Regions from separate parts of the Mus musculus genome. Here region 2 is linked to region 1. The links are chromatin contacts, called in public HiCAR-type maps. All regions are on one chromosome and are shown on one strand. Each heading gives the region's core, a stretch centred on a gene start, on an enhancer-like site or on the middle of the called end of the contact. The rest is flanking DNA. Distances are from core to core; before and after follow the strand shown. Region 1 has its middle 92 kb from the start of Sh2d4a. Region 2 has its middle 10 kb from the start of Gm33103.

Region 1 (5,351 bases), core at 2,235-4,734:
ATCATGACAGGAAAGGCATTGTGGCTGAGGTAGCGTTGGCTGGTGAAAGCATATTGTGTGGTTTTTATTATGATTACTTTTGTTGTTGTTGTTATTTTATTTTATTTTTAGCAGATCAAGAAGCAGATCGTTTAGGTGGGAGGCCCACTGCATTAACCCACTTCTGCTAGATGTATGCCACATATCAGAGACTACAAAGCTTCCCCAAAACACCAGTACCAACAACTGGGGACCTGTCACCAATATATGAGAGCCTGTCAGAGATATTTCACACTCAAACTATATACATAAAAGACACACACTTAAGAAGTGGGGTATCAAGGAGCTAAAGGGATCTGCAACCCTATAGGTGGAACAACATTATGAACTAACCAGTACCCCGGAGCTCTTGACTCTAGCTGCATATATATCAAAAGATGGCCTAGTCGGCCATCACTGGAAAGAGAGGCCCATTGGACTTGCAAACTTTATATGCCCCAGTACAGGGGAACACCAGGGCCAAAAAGGGGGAGTGGGTGGGCAGGGGAGTGGGGGTGGGTGGATATGGGGGACTTTTGGTATAGCATTGGAAATGTAAATGAGTTAAATACCTAATAAAAAATGGAAAAAAATAAAATAAAATAAAATAAAAAAAGAAGTTTTCCAAACTGAAAAAAAAAAAAAAAAAAAAAAGAAGTGGGGTATCAGAATAAGAAAGGAAGGCTGAGTTTTCATTATAATGCAGCAGACACCCTGGGAGAAAGCACAGCCAAGAAGGATGTGGTAAGAAGCCTTCTCCACTCTGAAAGACATTCTTGAATGGTGGAAGCCAAACATACCCACACCTGGTACTCCCACACCTGTTATTCCCACACCTGGTACCCCCACACCTGTTATTCCCACACCTGGTACTGCCACACCTGTTATTCCCACACCTGGTACTCCCACACTTGGTACTCTGTTATTCCCACACTTGGTATTCCCAGTAGCATATATGGAACACTTTGGCATAGAAGTGGAGCTGAGATACGTGGGACATAGTCTGGAGTGTTGGTTTGGGGTTAACATAAGGAGAAGGTTAGCTGTGGAGCTCATAAAACTGGCACTTCACACTAATGGGACTCTTCCAAGACCCTGGGGACAGACTTAGCAATGTGTTTACATGATCAGATGTTCTCGTAAAATATGCTAAAACATGATTATAAAATTTTAAGTCCTGTTGGTTGAGACCTCTGTCTTTGGTCCCATGTGTCTCCCTTCTCTCCTATGCAAGTATGGTCGGACTGTAAATGAGAGTTTGTGGCTTGATATAAGGGAAGTAGAGTTAGGGATCCATTTGGCTGGATTTAGTGGGTTATTGAAGAGGTTCATAGCCATTTGTGCATAGGGCTAAGTTATTGTTGTCTCTATATGGACATAAATTCCAAACATCTTCGTGTTCTGTCCTCTGCTCTTGCTGTGATTTGTAGGTAGAGTCTAGAGCGCAGCTACAATAAGGACATGCTCTTCAGGACAGCTCTGGTATGGCTGGATAGTGTAGAAGAAACAGGGTTTAACATGTAGGCGCAGAAACCTCTCAATGGAAAATTTTTACTGTTTTCCAACATGTAACCTGATAGATAACTCTATATTAATCTATGTGGTCATGGTGGAAGTGTTGAACTAGGGAGGTAATTCAGTGAAAAAGCATTTGCCTAGCATGCACAAGTCCCTGCGTTTCATTACTGGTACTACCCTTTCCCACAAGAACAGAATAAATAGAAGAATTCTTCTGTGGAGAATACATTGAGCTGAGGATAAGGAAATGAGTCAACTTGCTACACAATACATGAAGACCAGAATTCAAATTCCAGCACTCCAAGCATGCCTGAAACCCAGCACTGAGGAGCGTGGAGACAGGAGGGTTTCTGGGACTTGCTAGCTAGCATGTTAGTTTAAAAATACAACTTTAGGATCAACAAGGACTCCTGCTCAAAAGTAATAAGGCAGAGAATGATAGAGAAGGATATAAAGGCTGCTCTGGACTCTGAGCACACATGCAGCAAACATACAGGAATATACACATGTCCATATACCACACACATACACATTTATCACACTCCCACAAAAGCATATTCACAAGATACGCAAAAGAGAATAGATTAAACAAATCTCATGTTTAAAATAACAGAAGTGGCACACAGCACCTTTTTGGTAGGAATGGTGAGCTGAATGGTGTGTATGCTAGACACAAGTCAATTCTAATGTGGCAAAGGGGGTTTTCTATCTCTGTGCAAATGTATGTTAGCATCTCATGGGTCTCAGGATACCTTAATACAGCTTAGTCTAACAGTCTGATGCTCCACACAATGATCTAAGGATAAAATCCTTGAATTCATTCACTAATAATCTGTAGCAGAAGCAACATTTTATTAAATGCTCACACAGCCTAGTACAACAAAGTGGTATCATAGCTGGATTAGAAATGCATCAGATATATTTACTATTTTATGTGTATGAGCATTCTTGCCTGCATGTCTGTAAGTATACCATGTTTGTACCTGGTGCCCGCAGTAGTCAGAGTGGGCATCAGATCCCCTTGAACTGGAGATTACAACTCTTAGGTCCCTGCAAGAGAAACAAGGGTTCTTAACTGCTGAGCCAGCTCTCTCGCCCAGGGAATGCATTGGAACTGTTTCTATGTGTGCCTTAATTTTGAGTTAGTTTGATGTGTGTTTACTGTTTATATTAAAATTCAAAATGCAATATCAAAGAAGTGGCCTACTAGATTCCCAAACTAAAACCTGAATAAAAAAGACTAGAAGATGTCAAAAAACCTTTCCTGTGCACCACTGCAGAAAAATATAAGAGATATATAATGAAAATGATGCAGGAGAAATTAAAAAGTACTATAAAAAGCAAGAAATCAAGACACAAAACAGGAGAGGAAAAATAGTAAAAGACATTTAAAACCATTTCTTTATTATTTTGTTTGCATGTGTATATGTGTGCCTAAATGAGTTTATGGGCCCCACAAGCATGCAGGATCCTTTGGAACTAGAGTTGTGGTAGTTGTGAGCCATCATTTGAGTGTCAGGAGCCAAAAGGAATCCTTTGCAAGAAGTGTAAGTTCCCTTAACTGCTGTGTCACATCTGTAGCCCCTAAAAGACATTTCAGATAAATAGTACACAATGGCCAACAGCAGCTTTAGGCTGATGTATTCACTAATAAATATTGTGGCATCTCCTTATGCATGGTCCGAGTTTCTACAATTTTCATATAATGGGTACCACAGACATCCATTAGGTAGAAATGACTGGGCATTTCTTATATACAAATTATATTATATATAATTATTATACATTGTATATAATATAATTATATTATAAAGGCAATCCCTGTTTATGGTTTTTAGCTTTTGAAAATGGGAAACTCATTTAAGTGTGACTATATCCAATAAACTTAATCATAGGATAACAGAGTCATTTTGAAAGAGGAACCAAAAACTGCAGCACTCTTCCAAAGCATGAGTCATTCTATTGCCTGATTTCTTTTCCAAGAAAAATCTGCCTTCGCAGGACTGAGCGGTGGATTCCTGTATCAGTCAGCATGCTTGTGTTTTAGAATTGCCTGTTGCCTTAGGAATACAACACAACCTGCAGTGGAATTTACTACATTTAAACAAGGAAGAAGAAACAGTGCAAGGGGGGGGGGGGGGTTTACAAAGATGAATCCACAGGCTGAGATCTCTCACTGAGGACCCAGGGTTAATTCCCAGGACCCATGTGGTAGCTCACAATTGTCTATAACTCCAGTCCAGAACATACAGCTCTTCTGGCCTCTGCGGATATTGTATATGATGCACAGGCATACATGCTGGCAGAATACTCAGACATATAAAATAAAATTAAATACTTTTTTAAAGAAATGAAGCAATGAAATACATCTTAATATCAGGGTTTTTTGTAATCAGTAAAATATATTTACATATTTTAAACATGAACATTAAGCTTCAATATCTTTAAATACTTTTAACATAAATGTATAGATTTTTATTTGTTTTTAAATTTTTAAAATAATTTATTTATTTTTATTTTACGTGCATTGGTATTCCAGGGCCCACATGACATCATGTATAGATGTGACACTTCACTGCTCTCATGAACAAACTACAGGCTATGTACTCTCCAGATTACATGAGTGAAGCTTAGTCAGGTGGGACACTGCTCTGTCAGCCCCCAGTCAGGAGTGGAACCTCAGGAAAGGCCTCAAAGCCTCTGCTTTCCATACTGTGCCCTGAAATGTTTTTGTGGAAAAAGCAGTACAGAGATTGTCCTTGGGATCTTAGACAACTATTCCTACATCCAGATCTTACTACCATGTCATTGGTCAGGAGTAGCTTGGAGAAAGCATCATTGCCCACTGGCCAGATGCTTGGAAAGATTGTAATTATTTTTCTTACTCTCTGGTTTCTAGAAATGTGTTTCACAAGTGGAGTTCTAGACTGCTCAGTATTTCTAAATTCTATTTGAATCAGTATAGTTCATATTTCCCCCTAGCTCCCTAGCTTCAAATGGATAGAATTTATTCTCTCTCTCTCTCTCTCTCTCTCTCTCTCTCTCTCTCTCTCTCTCTCTCTCTCTCTCTCTCTCCATTTCTGTGTCTCTGTCTCTCTCTCTCCTTTTTATGTCCTAAAGAAATGGAGACTAAAATCTACAGGGAATGAAGCACATTTGATTGAGTGCCTATATAAGTAACTCAAAGTTGACTGTCTCCTCCTGGGACTCCCAGTTTCTGAATGTTTTAAACATTTCTATGTACTAATTATTTATTACTCAAATACATATCCACTTCCCACACAGCCTTTGTCATCCTAACACTATTTATTCTCCACAGTAGGTCACAAACATTACATGCATTTACCCTTGTTTGTTTTGTTCTCTTAGATTGCACATGGCCAAATGCTTGCATCCATCTGATTTAAACAATCAGGTCTGAAAGTGTTAGTGTGGCCATTAAGCCAGCGCTGACTGGTACATCATTATCCGAGCTGACAAGAGACAGACATGAGCACCTCTTTGCTAGTAGCCATGACATGCTCTTCATAAATTAATAGTACAACCCAAGACTGGCTTGGGTCTCAACTGAGGTACTCTGCTTCCACAGAGCACTGCTCAGTCCCTCAGGCACTGTGGTGACCTAAGGTTCAATGGTAGCATGGAAGTCACAGATAATATTAATAAAGAACTTTCTCCTGCTATGGTGCTAATAAGTTATAATCATTGCCCACATTTGTTAAGAAGTAGCAATGCAGGGCCCCTGTCTTGTGTCTAATTCTCACTGTCTCATATAATTCTCACAAACACCCTGTCAGTAGGTCTAGTGTTTCCCC
Region 2 (4,896 bases), core at 913-3,412, 830 kb before region 1:
ATACCTATTATCCTTAGGTTTGGTCTTCTCCTTGTGTCTGGACTTTCTGGATGTTTTGGGTTAGGAGCTTTTTGCATTTTGCATTTCCTCTGACTGTTGTGTCAATATTTTCTATGGTACCTTCTGCCCCTGAGATTCTCTCTTCTATCTCTTGTATTTTGTTGGTGATGCATCTATGATTCCTGATCTCTTTCCTAGGTTTTCCTAGGTTTTATAACTCCAGGGTTGTCTCCCTTTATTGTTTCTATTTCCACTTTTAGGTCTTGGAAAATTTTGTTCCTTTCCTTTGCCTGTTTGATTGTGTTTTCTTTTAATTCTTTAAGGGATTTTTGTGTTTTCTCTTTAAGGGCTTCTAGCTGTTTACTTGTGTTCTCCTGTATTTCTTTAAGGGAGTTATTTATGTCCTTCTTGAAGTCCTCTATCATCATCATGAGAAGTGATTTTTAGATCTGAATCTTGATATTTTGGTGTGATGCTATCTATCCAGGACTTGCTATGGTGGGAGAATTGGGTTCTGATGATTCCAAGTAACCTTGGTTTCTGTTGCTTATGTTCTTACGCTTGCCTCCCACCATCTGGTTATCTGTAGTGCTACCTGCCCTCACTATATTTGACTGGAGCCTGTCCTTCCTGTGATCCTGGTTGTATCAGAACTCCTCAGAGTTCAGATGTTTCTGTGATCCTGTGATTCTGGAATCTTGTGATCCTGAGATCCTGGTTGTGTCTGAGCTACTGGGAGTCAAGCTGTCTCTGGGACCCTGAGATCCTGGTGTGACCAAGCTCCTGGGATCCTGTGGAACTCAGTGTGTTAGAGCGCCTGGTAGTGGAGCTTCTTCTGGGTATTGTGGGACTGGCTGCAGAGTTAGCATCCAAGGTCTGCTCAGGATACCTCTGATCCTATGATCCTGGGTGTGTTAGAGTGCCTGGGAGTGGGAGCTTCCTTTGGGTGTTGTGAGACTGGCTGTGGAGTTTGTGCCCTAGGTCTCCTCAGGGCACTGGCTTAGACCTGAAGGAACCTGTGCCACTGGTCGGGTGGAGTTCCTGGGTGCCTGGGTCAAGCTGGTCCCAGTTACTCTCGGTGTTGGGGCAGATGTTGTGTCCTCTTCACCTCTGGTCCTATGATCCTGAGCATGTTAGAGCGCTTGGGAGTGGACCTTCTTCTGAGTGTTGTGGGATTGACTACAGAGTTGGCACCCAAGGTCTGCTCAGGGCACTGGCCCAGACCAGAAGGTGAAAATTATTATTATTACTTTATGTGTATGCGTTTTGCCATTGTGTATGTCTACATACATGCCTGATGCCCCAGGGAAGTCAGAAGAGGGCATTGGATTCCCCAAAACTGAAGTTATAGGCAGTAGTGAGCTAATATGTAGATGCTGGGAATGAATCTTGAGTTTTTTTTCAAGAACAGCAAGTGCTCTTAACTGCTGAGCTATCTCTTCAGTCTCTGTTACTATTTTTAGGAAACATTATTCTAGTTAGAATACAATTTTCAAGATACAAAAACTATCTTGAAATTTATTTATTTACTGTTTCCCTAAGGTGTTGGCCATCAAACTTGAACATGGTAGGTAGGCAAGGATTCCACTATTGAGTTATATGTCCAGTACTTTTTGTTTGCTTGCTTGCTTTTGCTTTTGTTTTGAGACAGGGTCTCTGTGTAGCTCAACCTGGAGTTGTGCTCATGATAGATCTCTCTCTCTCTCTCTCTGTCTCTCTCTCTCCTCTGTCTCTGTCTCTCTCTCCTCTGTCTCTCTCTCCTCTGTCTCTCTCTGTCTCTCTCCCTCTCCTCTGTCTCTGTCTCTCCTCTGTCTCTGTCTCTGTCTCTCTCTGTCTCCCTCCTACTGGGATTTATAGGCCTATACCACAAAGGTTGGTCTGAATCATTATCATCATTACCCACCACCCACCACCCACCACCACCATAATCATTATCCTCATTTTTTTTTTAAAGACAAGGTTTTGCTATGCAGGCCTGGCTGGCCTCAAGCTTGCAACAATCCTCCTGCTTCTGCCTCTCAAGTGCTGAGATTACAGATACAAACCACAGTGACTAGCTTGACTTATTTTTAAAACAATTCTTCCACAAATGTAGCCAGGTTCTTCTTTTACTGGTCAGAAACACTGGGTTGAATTTGAGTGAGAATGATCTCTGAGTGCTGAGTCACCGAGTCTTGTGTAAGATGTTGCAGTATGTAGGATCCTACTCTCCAGGACAATGAGTCACCCTTTTGGGGAAGATGGAAGATAAAAAACAAGAAAAGGGGAAGCTACTATGTATGAGTGGCATACATAACAGAAATTTATTTTTCTCATATTTCTAGAAGCTAGCATTGTAGGATCAGGATGGCAGCCTGGCCACTGAGGCTTCTCTTCTTCCCTGGCAGATGGTTGCTAGCTCTCATGTACTAACAGGACCTTTCTTCAGTACATGGTTGTGAAGAGTGTCTTTTCTTACTATGGAACTAATGCAGCCAGTGAAGGGTCCCTCCTTCCTCACTTTATTTAATCCTCAAGACCTTCTTCTAAAGGCCAGGTCTCCAAACACCATCACGTTGGGCTTCAGCACTAAAGTGGGGCTATATGAACATTCAATCTATAACTATTGAAGATTACTACTTTGACAGTGACTAAATGCAAATGACAGAAAGCTAGTATTCAAGAGAAGACTATTGAGGTTGTGGGAAGCTGCTGCGTGCCCAGAAGGAGGTGGTTTTTACTGGGGAAAGGTCAGAAATGCATCTGAGGAAGGAAGCAGGAGCCTCTAGGAAAGCACAAGCTGTTTTGAGGATGCTTGGACAATAGACAGAGAAGATGGGGTAGGTGAGCAGGGCAGTAATGCAGTAGCAAGGAGGCAGGCATCACACTGGACACAAGTAGGACATGAGAAAGGAGAGGCATGCTGGGGTATAATTGTGAGGACTTTGAGAGCAGCTTAGGGAAGAGCTTGCTTGACTACTTATTTTTTTTTTTATTTTTGAGACAAAGTTTACATTATGTAGTCCGGGCCAGCCTTAAACGCCTTATGTAGCAGAGGCCTTGATCTCTGATCTTTCTTGGAAGATTTGGTATCACCAGCACACAGTTTGGAATCTATCTGACCCAGCTCCTTTTTTTTCTCCTCCTTCTCCTTATCCTCCTGAGACAGGGCCATATTATGTAGCTTTCACTGGCCTGATACACACCAATATATATTAGGCTGGCTTCAAACTCACAGACATCTACCTGCTTCTGCCTCCTGAGTGCTAGATTAGTCATGTGCCAACAGGCAGAGCTCAAGCTGCTTTCGTACTTGCTTGCAGAGAAAGAAGCCCAAGGAGATGATCATCCAAAACTATGGCTTGGGTCAGGGTTGCACAGGAAAGATGAGGAGAAGCACTGGGCATAGGCAGGCTAAGGGAAAGGCTGTGGCAGTGTCCTAACTCTGAAGGAACCAGAGCCTGGACATTGAACAAGTTTGTTCGATGTAGGATCTCTCATCATTACGACTTTTTGCTATGCTGCAGATGGCAAGTTCTGGCTTCATTTTTTTTTTTTAACCTTTCAGAGTTGAGATATCGTGTAGTCTGGTGAACTGTGCAGAATTTAAGGTACTTCAAAATACTTGTTTTGTTTGTATTAAGGAAAAAGCAGGAGGAGGGATAAGGAGAGGCCTCAAGTCTAGACATCTTGTGAATAAACACTTCAGGTTATTAGATCTGTACCTTCTGCGACAGTCCCTTTGATCCAGCGGTTTCTAGGGGATCCTGTGCAGAAGCATTCCCGAGAAAAACCTCTTTCTCCTGAAGTATGAACTGTGCCCAGGCTTCTGTGCCTTCTAACCCACACACTGCGGAAATGAACACAAAAAAAGGATGAGAAACTCGGCTGCTTTTCTAAGATTTACTTTTCCAAACTCAAACAACAGCAAAAGAATTCTAACTTTCCATCCAAACCAGATATCACTGCATAATTCGCTGAAAAGCATTTCACAATTCATATTCCTGGGCCAGATGCTCCTAAAATATACGACCATTTGCCCTCTGAGAATTGTGGTAAGGAATTTCATTATATTTTGCAAGAACAGCTAGACACATCCTTTAGGTGAAAGAGGACTTTGTTAGCCAAGTTCCTTACACAGTAAGTAAGAAAATATAAGTAAGTAAATAAATAAACATGCAATCAAACAGCAAGCAATATTTGCCTTGGTTTTCCCACTAGAACCTACTCTCTCAATATCTTATGGTAAAGATGTTCTTGCTTCTAACACTTAAGTGTCGTTCATATTCAAATGAGTCTTAAACAGGAAGATTGCCAAGCTTAGAGCTTGGGTCTTAGGAAGACAGAGATATATAGTATCATGTCTTAATTTGTGGTGAGCTATGTTCATAGAGACCAAGAGTTCTATTTCTGACTGTTTCTAAGGAAGAGTCTAAGAGATATTTAATGTCCCGTAAGGAGTAATGGTGCATTATGGTCCCTCTGAGTTCCTTATGGGTCTTAAGAGAAACAGACACTTACTCCAAGATATACAGCTGGAAGCTACTAATGATCTAATTTTACACTTATGTAGTACCTCAAAGCATATAGACATTTCCTTGTTTGATCTATTCTGAACAAAAATGGGAAGTACCCACTCTGCTTTGTAGGTAGATACACAGATATTCCAGAAGGCTTCGTGACATGTTTAAGTCTCACAACTTAGTGGCAGATTCAGAATGCAAATCCAGGTCTTCTGACTCTATCCACAGTATATAAAAAGGAAGCTCTGTGGGCTGGAGAAAGCTTGTGGCATCAATGTGAGACCCGAGTTTGATTGCCAGAAGCCACATGAAAACACCAGATATGGTGCACACTTTTAATTCTGGAGCAAGTGTGACAGGCAGGTGAATGCTTTGGGTTCAGTGGACAATCAGT

The links. HiCAR-type assays count read pairs that join an accessible place to other places.
Region 2: a HiCAR-type map of fibro-adipogenic progenitors shows a contact between it and region 1, with 5 times the contacts expected there. The contact joins two enhancer-like sites. A contact is called at or near these places in 1 of 484 Hi-C or Micro-C datasets (bone marrow-derived macrophages) and 4 of 115 datasets of contacts at active chromatin or transcription factors (embryonic stem cells, extraembryonic endoderm stem cells, fibro-adipogenic progenitors and 1 more).

What each region holds. Positions count from the first base shown.
Region 1 is chr8:68,182,149-68,187,499 of GRCm38.p6, reverse strand. It overlaps a transcript of Psd3 not described here. Among named protein-coding and RNA genes, the nearest start is that of Sh2d4a, 92 kb to the left of the region's middle. Within about 2 kb of position 3,484, at least 45 of the 459 cell types and tissues checked have an H3K27ac peak or open chromatin away from gene starts, as enhancers often do. A contact at or near this core is called in bone marrow-derived macrophages and fibro-adipogenic progenitors, where this site is marked.
Region 2 is chr8:69,010,062-69,014,957 of GRCm38.p6, reverse strand. No RefSeq gene overlaps it. Among named protein-coding and RNA genes, the nearest start is that of Gm33103, 10 kb to the right of the region's middle. Within about 2 kb of position 2,162, at least 110 of the 459 cell types and tissues checked have an H3K27ac peak or open chromatin away from gene starts, as enhancers often do. A contact at or near this core is called in bone marrow-derived macrophages and fibro-adipogenic progenitors, where this site is marked.